Regions from separate parts of the Zea mays genome. Here region 2 is linked to region 1. Evidence: chromatin contacts called from public Hi-C data. All regions are on one chromosome and are shown on one strand. The core of a region is the stretch at or near the end of the contact, and the rest is flanking DNA. Distances in the headings are between cores, read along the strand shown.

Region 1 (4,062 bases), core at 1,049-3,548:
CTCCAATATCCAAAAATACCACATAAGATAAAAAAGTATGATATTGATACAAGATACACTCCCTTTATCATATTTATATGTTTTAATTATTTAATTGGTGTTGTCTATAAAAATAGACCTCAGTAATATTTTGTGTGTGTCATAACCTAAGATATCATGTGAAAGCAGTATCTTACTTAAGATAGCTTTTATCTTCCTCCTATTAAATACCTTGTCACATTAGCAAAAAAAAAATCCTATCGTGTAATTACTTTTGTAACACCGAAATTTCCACCTAGCTCATTGAACATCGAAGACTTGTATGAATATCCATTGCTGATTAAGAACAACCTAGATCCTGTGAAAATGACATAGTAATAATTGATTTAATTGGTAGAATCATCCTGATGGGAAAAAATATATGGGGACCAAAACTAAATTTGATCACGGGCAAAATTTTGTATGCACACATCTCCAGAAAATACAGGTTATGATCGTACAAAACTTGGCAAGTCGATCGAAAACTCCCCGGCTCGATTCGACTCTTTCCTTCCTGTACAGCATATGGCACACAACGAACTAGCCACCATGGCAGTCTCGAAGCAACGACGAGAACTTGAAACTTTACATGCTATAAAAAGCTGGTGCCAGTGCAGCCGTGTTTAACTCCTACGCAAAGTTGCTACAACTTCCACGTGACAGACGGGGACGCTTGTTCACGCGGTGCCGACGGCGGCGGCGGGGCTGTCGCCCTGCCACGCCCAGACGATCTCCGTGAGCCCCGGGCGGACGTCGACGGCGCAGAACTTGTTAAAGTCCAGCGCGTCCCCGGCGTCGTGCACGAACTCGACCACGGTCACGTCCACGGCCACCTCGAGCACCTCGGCGGTGGCCGCGAGCCGTCCGTTCGTGCCCTCGGCCTTGGCCTCCATCCTCACCTTCCAGCCTTTCCCCCTGGTGACCTCGAATCCTAGGGCGCGCGCCACGGACTCCAGCTTCTCCACCACGGTGGCCGCCGGCGCGCGGGCCGTGAACACGGTCGCGGTCTTCTGCTCGCTCTCGAACAGCCCCGACAGGTCGAACCCGGAGGACATGGACGAGATGAGCTGGAACGCGTTGCACGACCGAGGGGAGGTGGCGCCAGAGTGGTTGCTGTTGCTGTTGTCGTCGTCGTCGTTGTCGAAGAGGGCAGCGCCTTCGTCCAGCTGCTGTTTCTTGGGCGTCACCGGGGGCGAAAGGACGGGCGGCACGAAGCCCTTCCTGAACCACGGCGTGCACATGATCTCGGCGATGGAGGCGCGCTTGGCGGGGTCGACGACGAGCAGGCGCGCGATGAGGCGGCGCGCGTCGCCGGAGACCCAGGGCGGCACCTGGTAGTCGGCCTTGAAGATCTTCTGGTACAACTTGACGTAGTTGTCGTGCTGGAACGGGAGGAAGCCGCAGAGGAGGACGTAGAGCACGACGCCGCAGGACCAGAGGTCGGCGCGGGCGCCGTCGTAGCCGCGCTTCCTGAGCACCTCGGGCGCGACGTACGCGGGGGTGCCGCACTGCGTGTGGAGCAGGCCGTCGTGGCGCAGCTGCTCGGGCAGCGCGGCCAGCCCGAAGTCGGTGACCTTGAGCCGCCCCGCCTCGTCCAGCAGCAGGTTCTCGGGCTTGAGGTCCCGGTGCGCGACGCCGCGGCGGTGGCAGAAGCCGACGGCGGCGACCAGCTGCTGGAAGTAGCGGCGCGCGTGGTCCTCGTCGAGGCGGCCCCGGGCCACCTTGGCGAAGAGCTCCCCGCCGCGCGCGTACTCCATGACGACGAAGACGCGGGAGCGGCTGGCGAGCACCTCCCGGATGCCCACCACGTTGGGGTGCCGCACCATCCGCATGATGGAGATCTCCCGGCGCAGCTGCTCCACCATCCCCTCCGTGCGCCGCAGCCGCGCCTTGTCGATCACCTTGATGGCTACGCTGCAGCTGTGGCCCGTGCCGGCGCCGGCGCTCAGGTCCCTCGCGTAGTAAACCTTGGCGAAGGTGCCCTGCCCCAGCAGGCGGCCCAGCTCGTACTTGCCCAGCACCAGCTTCCGTTCCTCCTCTCCGGGCTCCGCTTCCCGCCCTGATCTCGCCATGCTCTCTGCTGCTTACTGTTTACTAGTGCTCCGGTAGCTGGCTGCTTCTTGTTTTGCTGTTGCCGCTACTGGCAGCTCCGGGCGGCCGGGCGCTGCTGATTTAGTGGCGCGTGGGAACGTGGCGGGCGCGGCACATGGTTTTCCTTGGGGGGGCCCGGGGGGACTTTGGTTCGAATGTGGGCTCGGCCAGTGCGGCACACGGGATTTGCAAAGTCGTTGGGCGCCGGGGGGCTCGCTTATTTGTATGTAGCGGTGTGGTGTGGTGTGGTACTGTGGTGTGGTGCGCGCGCGGCGGACCAACGTGAGGCGGGCACGCGGACCGAACGGGTGGGGTCGAGCCTGCGAGGAGCGGGGGTGAGGTGGGAGCTACGGAGTGGAGGCGGGAGCGAGGAAGGGCCCATGACGCGTCGGGAGCGGTTGTTGCCGGCGAGGTTGGAGCACCGAAGATTCGGGCGGATCTGCTGCCGGGTGATTGGGCCATTTCCTGCGCCCGTTCAGCGTTCAACCTTCAACGTTGTTGTACCATGGCAACCTTGGCCGGCAGCAGGTCTAGAGTTCTCGTCTAGTAGTGGAATGTCCTCATTGCCAGCGAGATTAGGTTTGTTTAGGGAGAGCAATTAGACGGGAAAGACTGTTTCCTAGTATCATGTGCCAAGAATCTGCCCTCCCATTAAGAACCAATTTGGAATGTGATTTCTCTCTATATTTTTTTGTTTTTTTTTTCTAAAAATACATTGATTCACGCAAAATTCTCGTAGAATTACTTTTATGTCCCGTTTGTTTTCTTTATCTTGAGGAATTGGAATTTTACTAATGCAATAGGCTATTTTTTTAGAATATGACATTCCACACTTTCCAAAGTTATCATATAAGAATATCTCAAATTCATGAGGTAAGAGATAAAAATTGATTCTATAAATTTACATGCTATTTTTCCGATGTACAACTTATAACACACTCTTATACTTGCTTCGCTATAATATAAATATAATATATAACTATCTCTCATATAATTTAGGATAATATACAAATATATTATATATATAAATATATGAACTTAATTAGTTTTATCTAAATTATAATTATTATAATAGAATTCAATTCCAATGAAACAAATGTGGCCTTACTTTTTTTTGTTACATTGACCATTACTAAGAATTTTTTCATAAGTAAATATGTTCCTCAATAATTGGAAGTTAACTAACACACTTACACACGTCTTTATTAACATAGGCTTGCGGAATGGACTTCACTACCGATAAAACAATCAAAAGTGGAGTAAAAAAGAGACATGCAAAGGCTACAGGCTCAAAGTGAATTATCCTACAAAGGGAAAAATACTGAACGGCCGCCGCACTAGAGATGGCAACGGGTACGTACCCGCCGGGTATTGTCTTTCCATACCCGCACCCGCGACAAAAAAATATACCCGACACAATACCCATACCCGGTTGCGGGTAGAAATGTTTACCCATACCCGTACCCGAGTGGGTATTGTTACCCGACGGGTAACCCATACCCGGCAGCCACCCGATTCAGATTAATTAAGTTAGGTAAAAAACAGTAGCAAAAGTATAAGACATCAGTTCAAATCACTGCCACGCCATTGCCTCACATAGTCACATGATTACAAGCCATAAGTTCAAAAGTTGCAGCTTACAGGCATCAGTGCATCACAGATATTTCATTACAGGCATCAGTAGTTCAGTACCAGCCTACCAGGCTACCAAAAGAACTAGTTTTTCATGCACCAAAAAAGTTACTTTACCACTACCAGCCTACCAGGCTACCAAAAGAACTAGTTTTTCATGCACCAAAAAACATGTGACCATGACACCAATCACATCATCGACGTTGCAGCAAGCAGGCAATAGGCTGTTAGAGTTTAGACTTGACTTTATTGATTCAAAGGGCAAGCTCCTACATGAACAAATTTAGAATTAGTTAGCAGTGAAGGCACAAAATTAATCAA
Region 2 (4,402 bases), core at 835-3,334, 160 kb after region 1:
AATTCAAGTCCGGAAGAGAGAGAAAATAAATCAATCAAGAATCAAGCGAGTGAACACGGTGATTTGTTTTACCGAGGTTCGGTTCCAAAGAACCTAGTCCCCGTTGAGGAGGTCACAAATACCGGGTCTATTTCAACCCTTTCCCTCTCTCAAACGGTCACTTAGACCAAGTGAGCCTTCTCCTTAATCAATTGGATCACTATGACCCCGCAAGAACCACCACACACTTAGGTGTCTCTTGCTTTGATTACAAGTCACTTGAGAACAAGAATTGAGAAAGAAGAAAGGCAATCCAAGAAACAAGAGGGCAAAAGAACACGAACACACTCTCTCACAAGTCACTAAATGTTTGAGTTGAATTCTATGCTTGGAGAGGGTTTGATCTTTGGAAATGTGTCTTGGAGTGAATGCACTAGCTCTTGTATTGAATGTGATCTCTGAAAAACTTGGATACCAAAGGTTGTGGTGGTTGGGGGTATTTATAGCCCCCAACCACTTTGGTAGCCGTTGGGGAGGCTGCTGGCGATGGACGCACCGGACAGTCCGGTGCGCCACCGGACAGGCACTGTTCCTTGTCCGATGCGCCCCCACGTCACCCAATCGTTAGGGTTCGGAGCTGGGTCGACCGTTGGAGCTTTGTCTTCTTGCGGTACTGGATAGTCCGGTGCCCCTCTGACTTCCTGCTCTGACTTCTGCCGTGACACTGTTCATCTGTCAGAGTCGACCGTTGAGCGCAGGTAGTCGTTGCTCCGCTGGCTCACCGGACAGTTCGGTGGCACACCGGACAGTCCGGTGAATTATAGCGGAGCGTGCCTCCGTTTTCCCGAGAGTGGCTGGTTCACACCTGTACGGTCCTGGTCTACCGGACACTGTCCGGTGGCACACCGGACAGTCCGGTGCGCTAATTCTCAGCACACTCAAGTTCTTTGCTCCGTTTCAAATTGAGTCCCTAACTTGATTCTTTTATTGGTTTGTGTTGAACCTTATGCACCTGTAATAGATGATTTCTAGAACAAACTAGTTAGTCCATGTGTTTTGTTGATTATCAACCACCAAAATTAGTTATAGGAAATGGTTAACCCAATTTCCTTTTAACCCATCTTCTGCCAAACTCTAGGTTAGGCCGCACCCCAGTTGACAACCCCCCGAATGCACCCCCCTGCCCCACAAAACCCACTAGCCCCCTCACCAACCCCACGCCCATCAACCCCCCCCCCCCCCCCAAACTGGTCCCACGCAAGCACCCCCATCCAACTTTTTGCTCTATCCGCTCTGTTCGCCCTCCCTGCCCACCGCTCTCAGGCCTGCAAAATTCTGACCACCACCCCTGCAGCTGACCCCGGGAGCTCACCGCACGTGCCTCGCTCGCCATCTCTAGCGCACTACTCCTCGCTTCGCCCTGCCACTGCTGCCACCACTCTCGGCATTGTGTCTGACAGCGAGACCCCCCCCCCCCCCCCGCCTCGCCGTGACGCGCACTGTTCCACCTCTAGTAAATCTATTTAGAGACTTAAATATTAGACTTGGTTAAACCTAAGAAAGTTTTAATTTAGAATTTTATTTCCTTTTAGAATGGAGGGACTATGCATTATTACCCTAACTTAGACCATGGCCACAGACAATTAACCTGTAGAGAAATAGGTATCTATTTCTTCTGTGTACAAAAATATAATTCTAGATCAATATCTATAATATCAAATAAGTACCCTTATATATACAATGTCATAAAACATCAACACTTTTTTATATAAACTTTGTCAAATATTAGATAATTTAACTGAAGGTACGTAAATCTAGAATTAACTGCATCAATTTCAGAATGGTGGTTACTGTAATAAATTTCCCCAATGGAGTATATATACTTATATATATAGCTATGAGGTTACAAAATACGGTAGAATGGTCCACATTGCTACGGCCGGCGCATTGGTTAATCAGCGCATCATCGTGGCATGGGCAGGCCGCCGGAAGTGATTCGCGCGTGACAGCAACTGCAGATTAAACAAAAGGGCCTCTCTGTGCTGTGCATGGCGCATGCGGCATCGGTCTACGCTCAGTCGTAAAGGAGGCCAGTGAGAAGAGAGAGACAGAAACAGAGGTGTGATGAACTTTGGCGCCCCCTCTTGGTTCGCTTGCGGAGCAGCAAGGTCGTAGCTCATGCTCATCGACCATCGATATCGTTCCTCCACCCCCGCCCCCCCCGAATCTCGTGGGGCCTCCGATCCTGCGCGCGCCACCCCCCGCTCGCTTTACAAAAAGGGCGAGGTTCTTTGCGGTGCGCATTTGGATGCTTGACTTTGAGCATGGGAATCCCGGAACTGCATCATTTTTTATGATCTAGCTTAATATTTGAAGTTCCTCTGCCACCTGCTTATTGCTACCTACACTCCGTAATTGAACCAAATTAAAGATCGTGTGTATAGCCAAGGCCGGATTTTCACAACTGAGTCGTTCTGGCCATGGCCTGGGCGTGGCAGCCGTGGCTTATATATATAACTTCATTTGCTCAGGTGTAAAATTACTAGAATGAATGGAAAGAGATGAGCGAAATTAATTAACTAGACTTGGTCCGGGGCGTAAGAAGATTTACAGCCATGCTTGGTAGTGCATATGATATAAGAACTTGAGCCTTGTGCTCTGTTTAACTACAGGAAGCCCCGACCACCTGCCCGGTTGATCAGGTGCACCATCCAGTCCACCCACTATAATGTTTACGCTTAGTTATACACAGGTTTACGCTCATGTACCATCATATAAAACCAACCGCTCTACCTAGGTTTCTGCGATGGCTGAGACTAGTGTTTTAGTGGCGGCGGTTGCGCGACACGAGCGAGCGCGGCGAAGCCAGCACGACCGCGGCGGACAAGGGTCCCCATAGATGAGATCCATGGCGGATTGCCTCCCCGTCATATCGTTCTAGAGGTGCATTCCCTTCGTTTCCCTCATTTTCTTCCCTCCCCTAACCTTACCTCCTTTCCCCGCACGTAGCCGCCGCCAGTTTCTTCTTCCCCAATCTTCATCTTCCTCGCAGCGCCGGTGTTACATCTCCAGACTGCCCCTACTCCACGCGGACCCGCTCTCCAGCGCGACTGCACGGCTGTTGTTTCTAGTGGCAGTGGTGTTCCGTGGCGCGACAGCGAAATCGACGATCGCAGGAACGCGCTCGACTTCGACTCTCCAGGTGCCGCCAACCGCATCGTCCCCCGTCAGGACGCCCCTCGCGTGCCAACCGCTGTGTCTGCGGCGACTTGGCCTCCCCTCCACCGACCAGATCCACACCGCCAATGGGCTCACCGTCGACAACCCCGACTCACCGCTCAGTTCGGGCCAGGAGTTCGTCATCCCGCTCCCCTGTTAGGTGGAACAAGTGGAGGTGCAGTTCTAATCTTGGCCGTTGTCGTGGTATGTGCCGATTTCTGCTAATTTGCACTACAGGAAACGCATAAATTTTCGTGGGCCGGGTTATTTTCGTCGGCCGGCCCACGAAAATGCAATGTTATTTTCGTCGGCCGTCGTTACCAACGAAAATGTGGCTATTTTCGTGGGCAGGCCCACGAGAATACGAAACTTATTTTCGTCGGCCTCGGGACCGACGAAAATGTGGTGTATTTTCGTCGGTCTCCGCCAGGCCCACGAAAATACGACCATTATTTTCGTCGGCCTGCAGAGGCCGACGAAAATACGACATTAACCGGACCATTATTTTCGTCGGCCTCCGTGAGGCCGACGAAAATAGTGTCCCTTAATCGTCCATCCCTGGCTCAGCACGAAATCTCTTCGCTCGCGCCCCGCCTGCCCTAAATCCCGTCGCGCCGCCGCACTCGCGCCCCACCGCCGCCGCGCTCGTGCCCCGCCTCGCTCCGTCGCGCCCCGCCTCGCCGCGCTCGCTTGCGCCCGTGGCCGTCGCGCGCACGCAAGCCCAGCGACCTCCATCGTGCCCCGCCGCGCTCCGCCTCGCCGTCGCGCGCGCCTGCCGGCCCCGCCTCGCTCCGTCGTGCCCTGCCTCGCCGCGCTCGCTTGCACCCGTGGCCGTCGCGCGGACGCAAGCCCGACGACCTCCGTCGTGATCCGCCGCGCCCCGCCTCGCTGTCGCGCGCACGCAAGCTCGGCGAGCTCCATCGTGCCTCGCCGCGCTCGCGCCGTGCCTCGCCCCGCTCGCGCCCCACCTCGTCGTTCTCTGCTCGGCGAGCTTCGTCGCGTGGGCCCGCCGTTCTCTAGCGCCCCGTAGCCGTCGTTCTCTCACGCAAGCTCGGCGAGCTCCGTCGCACGATCACCGAGCTCCGTCGCGCGCGCCCGCTGTCCGTCCACGCCGCCATCGCGACGATCACCGAGATCCATCGCGCGCGCCCGCCGTCCATCCACGCCGCCCTCGTTCCCCGCGGTGAGCCTCCCTGTCTCCCTA

Evidence for each region. A called contact is a pair of places that touch in the nucleus more often than the background predicts.
Region 2: a Hi-C map of leaf shows a contact between it and region 1, with 4 times the contacts expected there. The contact joins the enhancer-like site here to the promoter of LOC100284454 in region 1. A contact is called at or near these places in 4 of 25 Hi-C or Micro-C datasets (bundle sheath, ear, leaf and 1 more).

What each region holds. Positions count from the first base shown.
Region 1 is chr7:120,433,635-120,437,696 of Zm-B73-REFERENCE-NAM-5.0, forward strand. It overlaps LOC100284454, which reads right to left and starts at 2,299. Exons shown (of 1, transcript NM_001157349.3): 1 at 419-2,299. The coding sequence starts at 2,090. The coding sequence ends at 696.
Region 2 is chr7:120,598,222-120,602,623 of Zm-B73-REFERENCE-NAM-5.0, forward strand. No RefSeq gene overlaps it. Among protein-coding and RNA genes, the nearest start is that of LOC103632762, 29 kb to the right of the region's middle. Within about 2 kb of position 2,085, at least 11 of the 20 cell types and tissues checked have an H3K27ac peak or open chromatin away from gene starts, as enhancers often do. A contact at or near this core is called in bundle sheath and leaf, where this site is marked.